Linked DNA regions of Rattus norvegicus: regions 2 and 3 are each linked to region 1. The links are chromatin contacts, called in public Hi-C maps. All regions are on one chromosome and are shown on one strand. Each heading gives the region's core, a stretch centred on a gene start, on an enhancer-like site or on the middle of the called end of the contact. The rest is flanking DNA. Distances are from core to core; before and after follow the strand shown. Region 1 has its middle 110 kb from the start of Pabpc6. Region 2 has its middle 130 kb from the start of Qki. Region 3 has its middle 210 kb from the start of Qki.

Region 1 (3,515 bases), core at 283-2,782:
CATTCCTCCCGTTTGTCTCTCCTCACTAGCATGATGCTGGTGGGCACCAGCTGTCCTTATTCATATTATCCACAACCTGAGAAAGAAGCATCTCAGGGGCACAGCCCCCAATGGTGTACAAGTCTCCATCCCTTCCCTGAGGCTAGTGTTTCAAACAGCAGGAAAGAAGAGCTTCTGGGAAGATGGTCTTATCCATGCCATCCTGTCTTCCTGAGCCTAGCAACTTCTAGGGTCGGCAAGTGTGCAGGTGGAATCTGGTTAATCCTCTTTTTACACATCGCTCTGTAGGTTGGGCCATCCTGTGTCTTCCAGGAAGTTGAATGTGTGATTCGTGGGCGAAGAGCATAAGAGGAAGAAACTGCACCGGGGTCACATGCTTGGCTCCCCCTACACTTCCCAGAAGATTCCTGTCTTCTTCTAGATGAGTCTGTCTTTCATTTTCTGTGAACCAGGATCTAAGCTCCCGGAAGACCTGAGGTCAGACTCTAACAAAGGCAGAAGTGAAACTGCGGGAGAGAGGCAGTGTGTGAGTGCATGGACACAGCCATATTCAAAGGGGCTGGGAATAGACATCCCTGGGGGTTCCATGAAAATTAACTGAAGCAGCATTCGTGACAATAAACACATGCCATGTTGTGCATTCTTTAAAATGTCACCACTTTATCCAGCTACTAGAAAACATCTTTCCCGGCTTCCCCGGGGACATACTTGACCCAACTTGCTGGCTCTTTCAGGGGATGTTCTAAGAACTTACATGCAGGGATTTAACACCTACTTAGCCAAAAGCCAGCCGTCTTCTCAAAGCTGAATTGGCAAATCTGGGACAGGAAACCACTAAAGGATAAACAGGCATTTTCCTATAGCCATGGAAGCTAACTGCGCAGGCGCAAGCACTCTAACGCCAGGCATGCCTTCTGCCTTTGCTGCTGTTCTTTTTGTTAAACCGGAGATCACTGAGCACTTTTCCAAAAGTGGACAAGGTCCTAAGGTAAGATTTCTGGTTTGGTGGGGGAGGGGGTTCACAGTCACTGTGAACCTTTTCTCTCCTCCTCCCTGTCAGTGTAGAGTTCCACAAGCGGCAAACTGGCCCATCAAGCTAATAATAGGAAAACCATTTTCTGACTTCCTTCCTCTAATTTGCTCACCATCCACCCTCCTCACTCATACCCCAGCCCATCTTAGTCGTCAGAGCTTGCCTCTGGCTCTCTACACCAGGAATGACTGCATCTGAGTGAAAAGAGGAGACGGATAAAATATTACCCTAACCTCAACCGCATGAGTAAAGCCCTTATTAGAATTCGGAGCCTACAGCTGGAACCTCCAGCATGGGACAGGAGATAAAGTTCCGCATTGTTAGCTTACAAGTGCCTTGGACTTCCTGGCAAGGGCAGGGAATTCCTCAGTCATTTATGCAAGCTTTCAGAAACGCTCCACTGTTCCCCAACAAAAAAGCATTCACGGTGAGAGTGGGGGCTCCCCCACCAGACCTGGAGAGTGGCTTTGGGGCCTTGAATGGACGCTTCTCGTCCGGTGTCAATGGCCCCTGTGGGAAAGACAGTGATGTCACCGCAAATGCATTTGGGGTTTTGCTAGGCCGTCTTTACTTGCTACCCACTTCCTCCGATGTTTCTTGACTCTCTCTCTCTCTCTCTCTCTCTCTCTCTCTCTCTCTCTCTCTCTCTCCCTCCCTCCCTCCCTCCCTCCTTCCCTCCCCCCTCCGTCCCTTCCTCCTTTTTTCAGCTTCTTTGAGGCCAGTACTTCCCCACCAGTGAAGCTCAGATCCAAAGGCCCACATCAGTTGCTATGGCAATGCCTGCCTCCTACACTTTCTTTTCTCTTTTCTTTCTTTCTTTCTTTCTTTCTTTCTTTCTTTCTTTCTTTCTTTTTTTCATAAAAAGTAAAAGAGGCTTGAAAGAGAGGGCAAGAATGAGAGGAGAACAGAGCCAGTTTGGCCCTCCTCGGTGTCCATGCTGGTTGAGAAAAGACAGAAGCAAATGAGGGGTAAAAACAACGGAACCCACAAGTGGGAGCAAGCAGAGGCCTTTTAGGAGCAAAATGTACTCCTTCACTTGCTTCAAAACCATCCAGACCTCTGCTTGTGGCAGCACAAGAGATGGGTGAGCCAACGGACAGCAGAAGAGTAAAGAAATTTCCACAGGAGCTCAGGTCCTACTTGCAAACCCACACCCAATCCCAACATTTAGAGGCAGCTCCTTTAGAACTCGGCCCTATCCTCAGAATGGAAGAAGAGAGGAAAACGTCAAAGGGGCTTTAATCTCTGTGAAGAGAGAACACATACCCTCATGTCCTAGCATGTCCAGATCCCAACTTCTACCGGAACCTGGCTGCAGAAACCAGTTCCAATGGTTTCAGCTGTGTCTCCTCAGCCATTGCTATAAAGATGGCGTCATCAGACATCCCAGGATTCCTTCCCTCCTGAAAGAACAGAAACGTGTCATTTCTGGTATGTCTCCCCTACATTCCTCAAAAGTTGGACAAAGCAGTGTGACTCACTGTTAATTCTGTCAAAGCAGAGGTGTCAGGTGAGAAGCCAGACTGTTTACTGTGCGTACCCTGATCCACATGGTCCAGTCTGCTTTGCAGGGCCCTTTTTTGCTGTCACCTGCCACCTGATCTACCTCCTGAGTCTTGGGTCATGGGCAGTGATCCTTTCCCTTCATACTTCCCAAAAAGCTAGTCAGCTGTGGAGCAAGCATCCTGTCTCCATAGGGTGGCCCAGACACCTGTGTCCTTGAAAGGTTCAACTACTGAATGCAAAGCACAAAATACCCCAGAAGGCAACAGCCTGTCTGGAGGTGCCACTAACTAGAAATTATTGGAAAGGAAGAAAGGTGGCAGCTGGTGTTCTGAGGGGACAGCTTGAAGGCAGGTCTGAAGCAGGGAGATGCAGAGGTCGGAAGTGTCCATCTTAGAGACCTGTGTAATCCAATCCTTCTATTTGGCTTGCCCCTCAGCTGTGATCTCCACACAGGGCCCTCTCTGATGGGGCTCAATCCTCTCACTCACTTCTAGATGTTAAGTAAGTTTACTTCCTTCCTTCGTGGCCTTGGCATGTGTGTATTCAACATGAACAGGTATTCATACATGTTCATGTGTTTTTAGGTGCATGTGTATGCATGTTCATGTAGAAGCCAGAGGCTAGCCTCAAGTATTCTCAGGAGCTACTTACATTGTTCTTCAAGACAGGCTCTTTCAGGAGAACCTAGTCCAGCTACAAAAGATGGCCAGTAAGCCCCAGGGATCAGCCAGTTTCTACCTCTCCATTGCTAAGACCAGAGTCTTACTCCACACAGCCAGTTTTGTATATGGCGGCTGGGTTGAATTCAGGACCCTATGCTGGTGTGTATTGCTACCTTACTAGTACCTGTGTGTTCAGTTGCGTATCTCCCTCCTCTTCCCTCAATCCCTCTGTCCCTCTTTCTCCTTGTCCTTCTCTCTATCTGGTGCGTGCATGTGTGTGTGTGTGTGTGTGTGTGTGTGTGTGTGTACATGTA
Region 2 (3,515 bases), core at 403-2,902, 420 kb after region 1:
AGAAAGTATACATCCCAGAGCAAAGAGAACAGAGCGCCAGGAGCCAGAGAACCACTTGGAGCTGGCAGAGTGGAAAAACACTGGATATTGAGGAGTTTCTCTGCCTCCTACAGCAGGTCATTGCCACTGGGACCCAGGAATAGGACTAGCATCTCTGACTACAAGTTCAACCCACAGAGATGTTGCCTGTAACTCACGTTAGCTCATTCCACTGATCCCAGCAAACAAGAAGCTTGAGGCCATTACTGAAACCCTGTGATTTCCTTGTTCCATGATGTACCAAGAATGCATTTTAAAGCTTTAACAGAGTATATTTTGATTGGAGACAGTCTTGGACCAATCACACAGACTATCTAGAACCTTCTGTTGGAGGCTAGAGAAAACAGCCCAGCAATTAAAAGCATTAGCTGACCTTCCATAGGCCCCAGGTTCAATTCTAGGCAACTCATGTGGTGACTCACAGCGATTTGCAACTCCACTTCCGAGGCATCCACTGTCCTCTTCCGGCCTCTGTGAGCGCTGCACACATGTGGTGCTCAGGCCCACATACAGGCAGGTAAATACCCATACGTGTACAGGAACTTTGAAAAGAAATAAATTGCATGTTATGTCTCCTAGATAAGTGTGGGAATCCTTACCATTCATTTAATTTACTCAATTAGTTCACTAAGCTTTAGCCCGGCCTTACAGCCACACAGCACTAAGGAAAAGCGAGCAAACGCCTGGTGTCGGGTGCTTCCTGCCTGCCTAGCCTGGTATTTATGCATCAATTCTCAGAGGCAGGTCACTCTTCAAACACTGGCTCCGTGTCTCATTAATGCGTTTTCTCTAGGTAGCTCTGCAGGGAGTGCTGGGAGCCCAGGCCACCCACCCTCTGTTTGAGCCAACTCCCTGCAAGAAGAACAAACTGTTAGCGGGGCCCAGAGAAAACAGCAGAAGTGTTTTGGCTCCTGCTGAAATGCTAACATAGACATAGAGCTGCCAGAATATGGCCCAGAAGCCTCAAAGGCAAAAGTCACTACAGATCCATGTTTGTGTGCCCACCTGTCCAAGACTCCTCCCTGTTAAACTGTAAGCAACGTTATCTGGGATACACACTGGGCTAGGCTGGGCCTGAGGGCACGGAGGGAAGGGAAGTGTGATCAGTGACAAAGAGCTGGCATAGGCTTCCTCGAGCCTCCGGAGGATATCATGTGCTGCGTAGCACTTCAGAGGTTAAAGGACTATAGACAGGAGAACTCTAAGTTCTCGGTCTCCGCATGACTGTTCATCAGAAGAGCAAACAGATGTTCCCTCTTCATCCAGCTTCATGCAAGGTCCTTCATGCATCATCCTTTGGGAAAACTGATGCAAGTTGTATGTTAAGAGGGTAACTTCCAGTTTACTGTGGGCTCACAGGGTTGTGCACACCAGCTAGGGGATGTACATGGGGCTCTGACCAGACCTAATTAACTAGTATTCATGAGGATCTGCGGGTAGAACTACTGATATTTCTATGATGCTCACAGAACCATGGGCATAGACACACACGGGCTGCAAACACAGCCACATGCATGTGGCCCAAGGTGGCCCAGGCTCCTCAGCCCTTCTCCTGCTCCCAGTTTCTCACTGTCACCCTCCCTCCTGGCAGCAGGATCTCCACAGAGGCTGCCTGCCCATCTCTGCACCAGTGGATTGGACAATGAACTGGCGTTCTCTAAGCAGTCTCTGCTCCACCCTTGATTAGACACTATCTTTAATTAAAACGCCCCATCAGAACTCGGAGCCAATTTCATCCTGGCTCTCCTAAGTGCTTTGTACAAAACATTAACTCTGGAGTCTCATTACACACTTTCAACCCCTGTGACAAACATAAATGATAATTCAGCTCTAATGCTTTCTTGAGCAAGCCATATTTTCAGAGGCTCACGGATAACAGGAATACACTGGGGGGAGCACAGAAATGTCGAATCTCTCTCCCTCTCTCTCTCTTCCTCTCTCTCTCTCCCCCTCTCTCCCTCCCTCTCTCTCTCCTCTCTCTCTCCCTCTCTCCCTCCCTCTCTCTCTCCTCTCTCTCTCTCCCTCTCTCTCTGTCTCTCTCTCTCTTTCTCCCTCTCTCTCTCTTTCTCTCTTCCTCTCTCTCTCTCTCTCTCTCTCTTCCTCTCTCTCTCCCCCCCTCTCCCTCCCTCTCTCTCTCTCTCTCCCTCTCTCTCTCTCCTCTCTGAGCTGTTGCTACAGTGGTCTCATCACCAAGTATGCATCTTACTGGCCCCAGATGATGCTCAGAAGGCAGCTAGAACTCTACTTCAATGAAGTTCTTCAACTTTGAAGACTTGGGTGCCAACAGAATGTTGGAAGGCAACAGTCATCTGGGCAAGTGATGGAAGCCTGAGAGATGCTTGGCTTCCTTCACTCAGAGGCACGTCCTGCCCTGGAGCGCACTGTGTTGTTGGAGACTGGGAAGAATTGGCAACTTCTTAGCCTGTGGACTTGATAACAGGTCTTAGAAGGCCTATGGCTCTATGGCTTAAAGGTTGATATTGTCATTGAATCTGATGATCATACCCTACTAGCTACATGCTTGATGTCACTGGTCATACCCATGCCTCCTCCTCATTAAGACTGGAAAGCATTGTTCACAATACATGTTCCCCTTCTCTCCAAGGCATGATGAGGGAACCAACTGTGAGCACCTGATTCCACCTAAGAGCACTACCCTTCCATTTCGCTATAACCTGAGAATCAAATGCTGAACAGGCATGCTCTGTGTTAATCACATGCTCACAGCCATATCAGAGCCAGACAGAAAATGAGGAGGCTGACGGGGAAAGAACGGGCCAGGATAAAGCCAAAATTGCTACTGAGAAAACCCCAAGAAGAGTAGAGGCTGGGGGCCCTGCAGGAAGCTGGCACAGTGAGAAGCTGTACTCCACATAAGGCCAAATTAAATGATGTCTTTTATAAAATTGCTTTGGTCATGGTGTTTTATCACAGCAATTGGAAAGTAAGATTCTCCTCACATTGTTTTTGGTCAGGGTGTTTCATCAGCACAGAATGAAACTAGAACAAAGGTCAAACAGAAAACAACAACAACGGAATGATGGTTGGGAACTGTGAATAAAACATGAGAGATCCTTAAATCTCTGTGGCCCTGTTAGTTCTCATCCATGACAAAAACTGAACTTCTGATACTAAAGAAAGAAGGGTAGCAACAGGAAAGCCTGCCCTTCCAGGAACAAAGCACGGACCTGTTACCTAGGAAGACACCGATCCGCCTGTCATCTGGATCTCACTTAGAGAGCTCTATTTCATGCTACAGAGTGGTGCTATTCAGTTTCTTCCCCAGGGTGAGAGAAATGGGGCAACCATTCTACAGACACTCATAAGCAGCAGCCAAACTTTCATGGAGAGCCACCACGCAGACACGAAGAGTATCACACCAACTCCAGAAGCACGCCAGTGTGCCTTGATTAATAATGCCATTTTGAGGACCAAATTAGAAACTAAGTGACATGGAGTGGCTTGAATATGAATTG
Region 3 (3,515 bases), core at 431-2,930, 340 kb after region 1:
TAGCACATATGAAACCCTGGTTCTATCCCCAGCACCAAATAAAACCTGTGGTGACATACTGCTGCTATCCCAGTATTCCAGAGGCAGAGGCAGCAGGTCCAGAGGTTTTAGATCCCCCTCAGCTATAGGTCTCAAGACCAGCCAAGGCAATATAAGATCTTGTCGAAAAAAAAGAAAACAAACACTATCTCCCCGTTGGTGTTTTCATTTGCAGTTTGGACTTCCTGTAGAAAAGTTGTTCTCGCCTGGTTATCCCTATAGATGTGCCATACTTTCTGGTTATTGTAACTAACCAAGAAATAGCTAGAAATAATCTCTCCACAAGATTAAGCTACTGATGAATGGTTGTGCCTAGGTAGAACCCACACACCGACCTTCAAATTCAACCACATTTCCCCAAGCTAGAGGAAATGCAAGTTTTAAAAATTGTTTTATTTATTTACATTCCAAATGTTGTCCCCTGCCCCTTCCCATCTGCCCTCCAAGAGTTCTTCACTCCATCTCTCCTCCTCTTTGCCTCTGAGAGGTTTTTTCCTCCACTCACCCATCCATCCACGTCCTGCATCCCCCTTCCCTGGAGCATCAAATCTCTACAGGACTAGGTGCATCCGCTCCCGTCAAGACCAAACAAGGCAGTTCTCTGTTACATACGTGTCCAGGGCCTCAGACCAGCACATGTATGCTCTTTGGTTGGTAGCTTCAGCTCTGGGAGTTCCCAGGGGTCTGGGTCAGTTGACACTATTGGTCTTCCTATGGGGTTGCCATCCCCTTCAGCTCCTTCAGTCCTTCCCCTATCTCTTCTTTAGAGGTCTCCAACCTCAGTCCAATGGTTGGCTATAAGTATCTACATCTGTCTCTGTCAGCTGCTGGTAGAGCCTCTCAGGGGACAGCCATGCTAGGCTCCTGTCTGCAAGCACAACATAGTATCAGTAATAGTGTTAGGGTTTGAATGTGTCAGTGCCCATGGGATGGATCCCAGGTTGGGCCAGTTACTGGATAGCCTTTATTTCAATCTTTGCTCCATTTTTGTCCCAGCATAAGAAGTTTAACAAGAAGGAAGGCCCAAGTAAAAATGCTTCAATCCCAATTAGAAAGGGGGGGATAATTACCAGAGAAAGAGAGAAAGGGACCTGGGTGGGAGAAGGGAAGGGGAGGGGGAGGGGCAGAATCAAGTATGGGGAAGAAAGGAGAGAAGCCCAGAGGTCCAGGAGAATGAGTAGAAATATGTAAGTATGAGGTATGGGGGTCAAGGGGAACCTCTAGAAAGTCCCAGAGACCTGGGATATGAGTGACTCCCAGGACTCAATGGTGACGATCTTAGCTGAAATGCTCAATAATGTGGAGACAGAACCTGAAGGGACCACCTCCAGTAATAGACAGAACCCCCAGTGGAGGGATGGGGTCACCAAACTATCTTCAAAATTTTTGACCCAGAATTGTTCCTATCTAAAAGGGAAATGCAAAGATTAAAGGCTGTTTTAAAAAATTAACAGAGGAAGTAATGGTTTTTGTTCATCCTCTCCCTGTAACTTCTTTCCTTCCAGACCTGGCTCACTGGGCTCCCTCCTGTGCCAGTAATCATCCAGTAACACTTTCATATCATAGGTATTGTATTAACCCCCACCCCAATCAAAGACCCTTTTGTTCCCTGCCATGGTTTCCAGTGTAGCTTTGTGACCTATACCCACACTCCCCCACACAGCCAGTTTTCAATCAGAAGCACAACCATTGTTGGTGAAGAATAATAATGCTGAATCAATGGGTCCCACAAAGGTCACCAGTTAGCTACCACAGTCCTAATATTCCCTAGCTCTGTTCTCCAAAAGCTTACCAAAAACACTCACTAACTTATTCAAAGAAGAGCAAAGTTCCTGACCAAGAAAGTGAGCAGGAGGTCCCTGTCCTGTCAATTCCCAGCACCCTCAAACAAGGGCACAAGGCATGAGCCAGTGTAGAGCGCAGCTGTAAGGGAGGGTGTGAGAGGTCAGACTCTACTGTCCACTGAGAAAGGAAAGGATTACCTGATACACAGAAGAGCATCAGTTTGGTGGCTGGGAGATCATCTGTTTGGTCTGGCATAGCTGTTGAACAGTCCTGAGTCTTGAGGTATGAAGTAACAAGCAGACCCTTGAATGCAGGAAAGACCCTATAAAGAAGACTAGTGAGGGTAGAAGGCAAACAGCAGATTACAGAGTGGTACCATGAAAGGTCTTGTCAACATTTCCTCAGGGAAACCTGATGCTCATAGGATGAACTCAGTGAGAGGAAGGTTACAAAGAAGAATGTGTAGAGTGTGGGGTGGCCATGCTCACAGAGATCCACAGCAAATCCCTTTGGGCTAGAAACCCAGTCCAATGGGAGTATCCAGGATGATCCCCTTTAGGAATACTTGTGAAGGTCTTTAATTATCCTATACAAAACCCTTGGCCTGTGTTTGATTGACAGGGACAGAAGCCTCATCATGTTACCACATTATTGTTGTTTTAGTCTCAGTAACTATAGGCACCAGACTGACTGAGTCTAAACTCTAAACTGTTAGAAAATATTAGTATGACACGAGCCCTGTGTCAGTGAGTAAGCTAAGTAGCTGCTGAGTACCTTGGTGGCCTAGTTTTATTTTTTGTTGCTGTGATAAAACACCCTGACAAAAAATCAACATGAGGGTGGAAAGGCTTATTCTGCTTACAATTCCAGGTGACAGTCCATCATTGTGGAGGAGTCACAATGGCAGGAGCTTGAAGCAGATGATTGCATAACATATATCCTGCCTGCTTGCTTATACTCAGAAAGTTTTCTTCACTCTTTCAGTGCCTAGCCTAGGGAATGGTAGCACCCACAGTTGGCAGAATTTCCTACATCAATTAACAGTCAAGGCAATCTTCCGTAGACATGTCCACAAGCCAACTGAATCCAGACATTTCCCCAATTGAAACTCTCTCCCCAGCTGATGGTAGGTTAGGTCAAGTTGACCTAAGCAGAACATTGGTGTCTATAAAGATGCAGTGGCAATAATGATACTTATCTCCAAAGACACTTCTTTAGAGAAACGTGGGAAGGACTAAAGTCAGTAATGAATATAAAATGCTCAAAATGACATGGAAGTGTAATGAGTAGTAGAAGGTGTTATCTATCACCACTATTGTGGTACTGGTTGTGCTCGTGATTGGGATGGGAATGGGGGACCTGGGTGAGTCCTTGAGGTTCCTAAGTCTTTAAGTTAGCCAGTCAGTGGCAGAGCCAGGAATTAAGACTCTGAATCCAGTACTTGAATGAGCACTTATTTAGCACTTATTGTTCATGGCAGCATGGGGATTTAAAGTGTAAACACGATTTCTGTTCAGGTAGAAAATATGAGCACACAGAGATAGTGTATTAAATGAGAGCAATACAACATCATTGATTAAAGTGTAGGTGGACCAGGAATGTTGATATCTTCCTGGCATCCCAACTACTCTGGAGACTGAGACAGGAGAATGTTAAGCCCAAGAATTCAAAGCTAGTCTGAGCAACACATT

What was found. A called contact is a pair of places that touch in the nucleus more often than the background predicts.
Region 2: a Hi-C map of Schwann cells shows a contact between it and region 1, with 5 times the contacts expected there. The contact joins two enhancer-like sites. A contact is called at or near these places in 2 of 12 Hi-C or Micro-C datasets (the A7r5 cell line and Schwann cells) and 1 of 1 datasets of contacts at active chromatin or transcription factors (oligodendrocytes).
Region 3: a contact with region 1 is called in a Hi-C map of Schwann cells, with 5 times the contacts expected there. The contact joins two enhancer-like sites. A contact is called at or near these places in 1 of 12 Hi-C or Micro-C datasets (Schwann cells) and 1 of 1 datasets of contacts at active chromatin or transcription factors (oligodendrocytes).

What each region holds. Positions count from the first base shown.
Region 1 is chr1:53,478,963-53,482,477 of GRCr8, reverse strand. No RefSeq gene overlaps it. Among named protein-coding and RNA genes, the nearest start is that of Pabpc6, 110 kb to the left of the region's middle. Within about 2 kb of position 1,532, at least 52 of the 93 cell types and tissues checked have an H3K27ac peak or open chromatin away from gene starts, as enhancers often do. A contact at or near this core is called in Schwann cells, where this site is marked.
Region 2 is chr1:53,060,183-53,063,697 of GRCr8, reverse strand. No RefSeq gene overlaps it. Among named protein-coding and RNA genes, the nearest start is that of Qki, 130 kb to the right of the region's middle. Within about 2 kb of position 1,652, at least 3 of the 93 cell types and tissues checked have an H3K27ac peak or open chromatin away from gene starts, as enhancers often do. A contact at or near this core is called in Schwann cells, where this site is marked.
Region 3 is chr1:53,139,451-53,142,965 of GRCr8, reverse strand. No RefSeq gene overlaps it. Among named protein-coding and RNA genes, the nearest start is that of Qki, 210 kb to the right of the region's middle. Within about 2 kb of position 1,680, at least 1 of the 93 cell types and tissues checked has an H3K27ac peak or open chromatin away from gene starts, as enhancers often do. A contact at or near this core is called in Schwann cells, where this site is marked.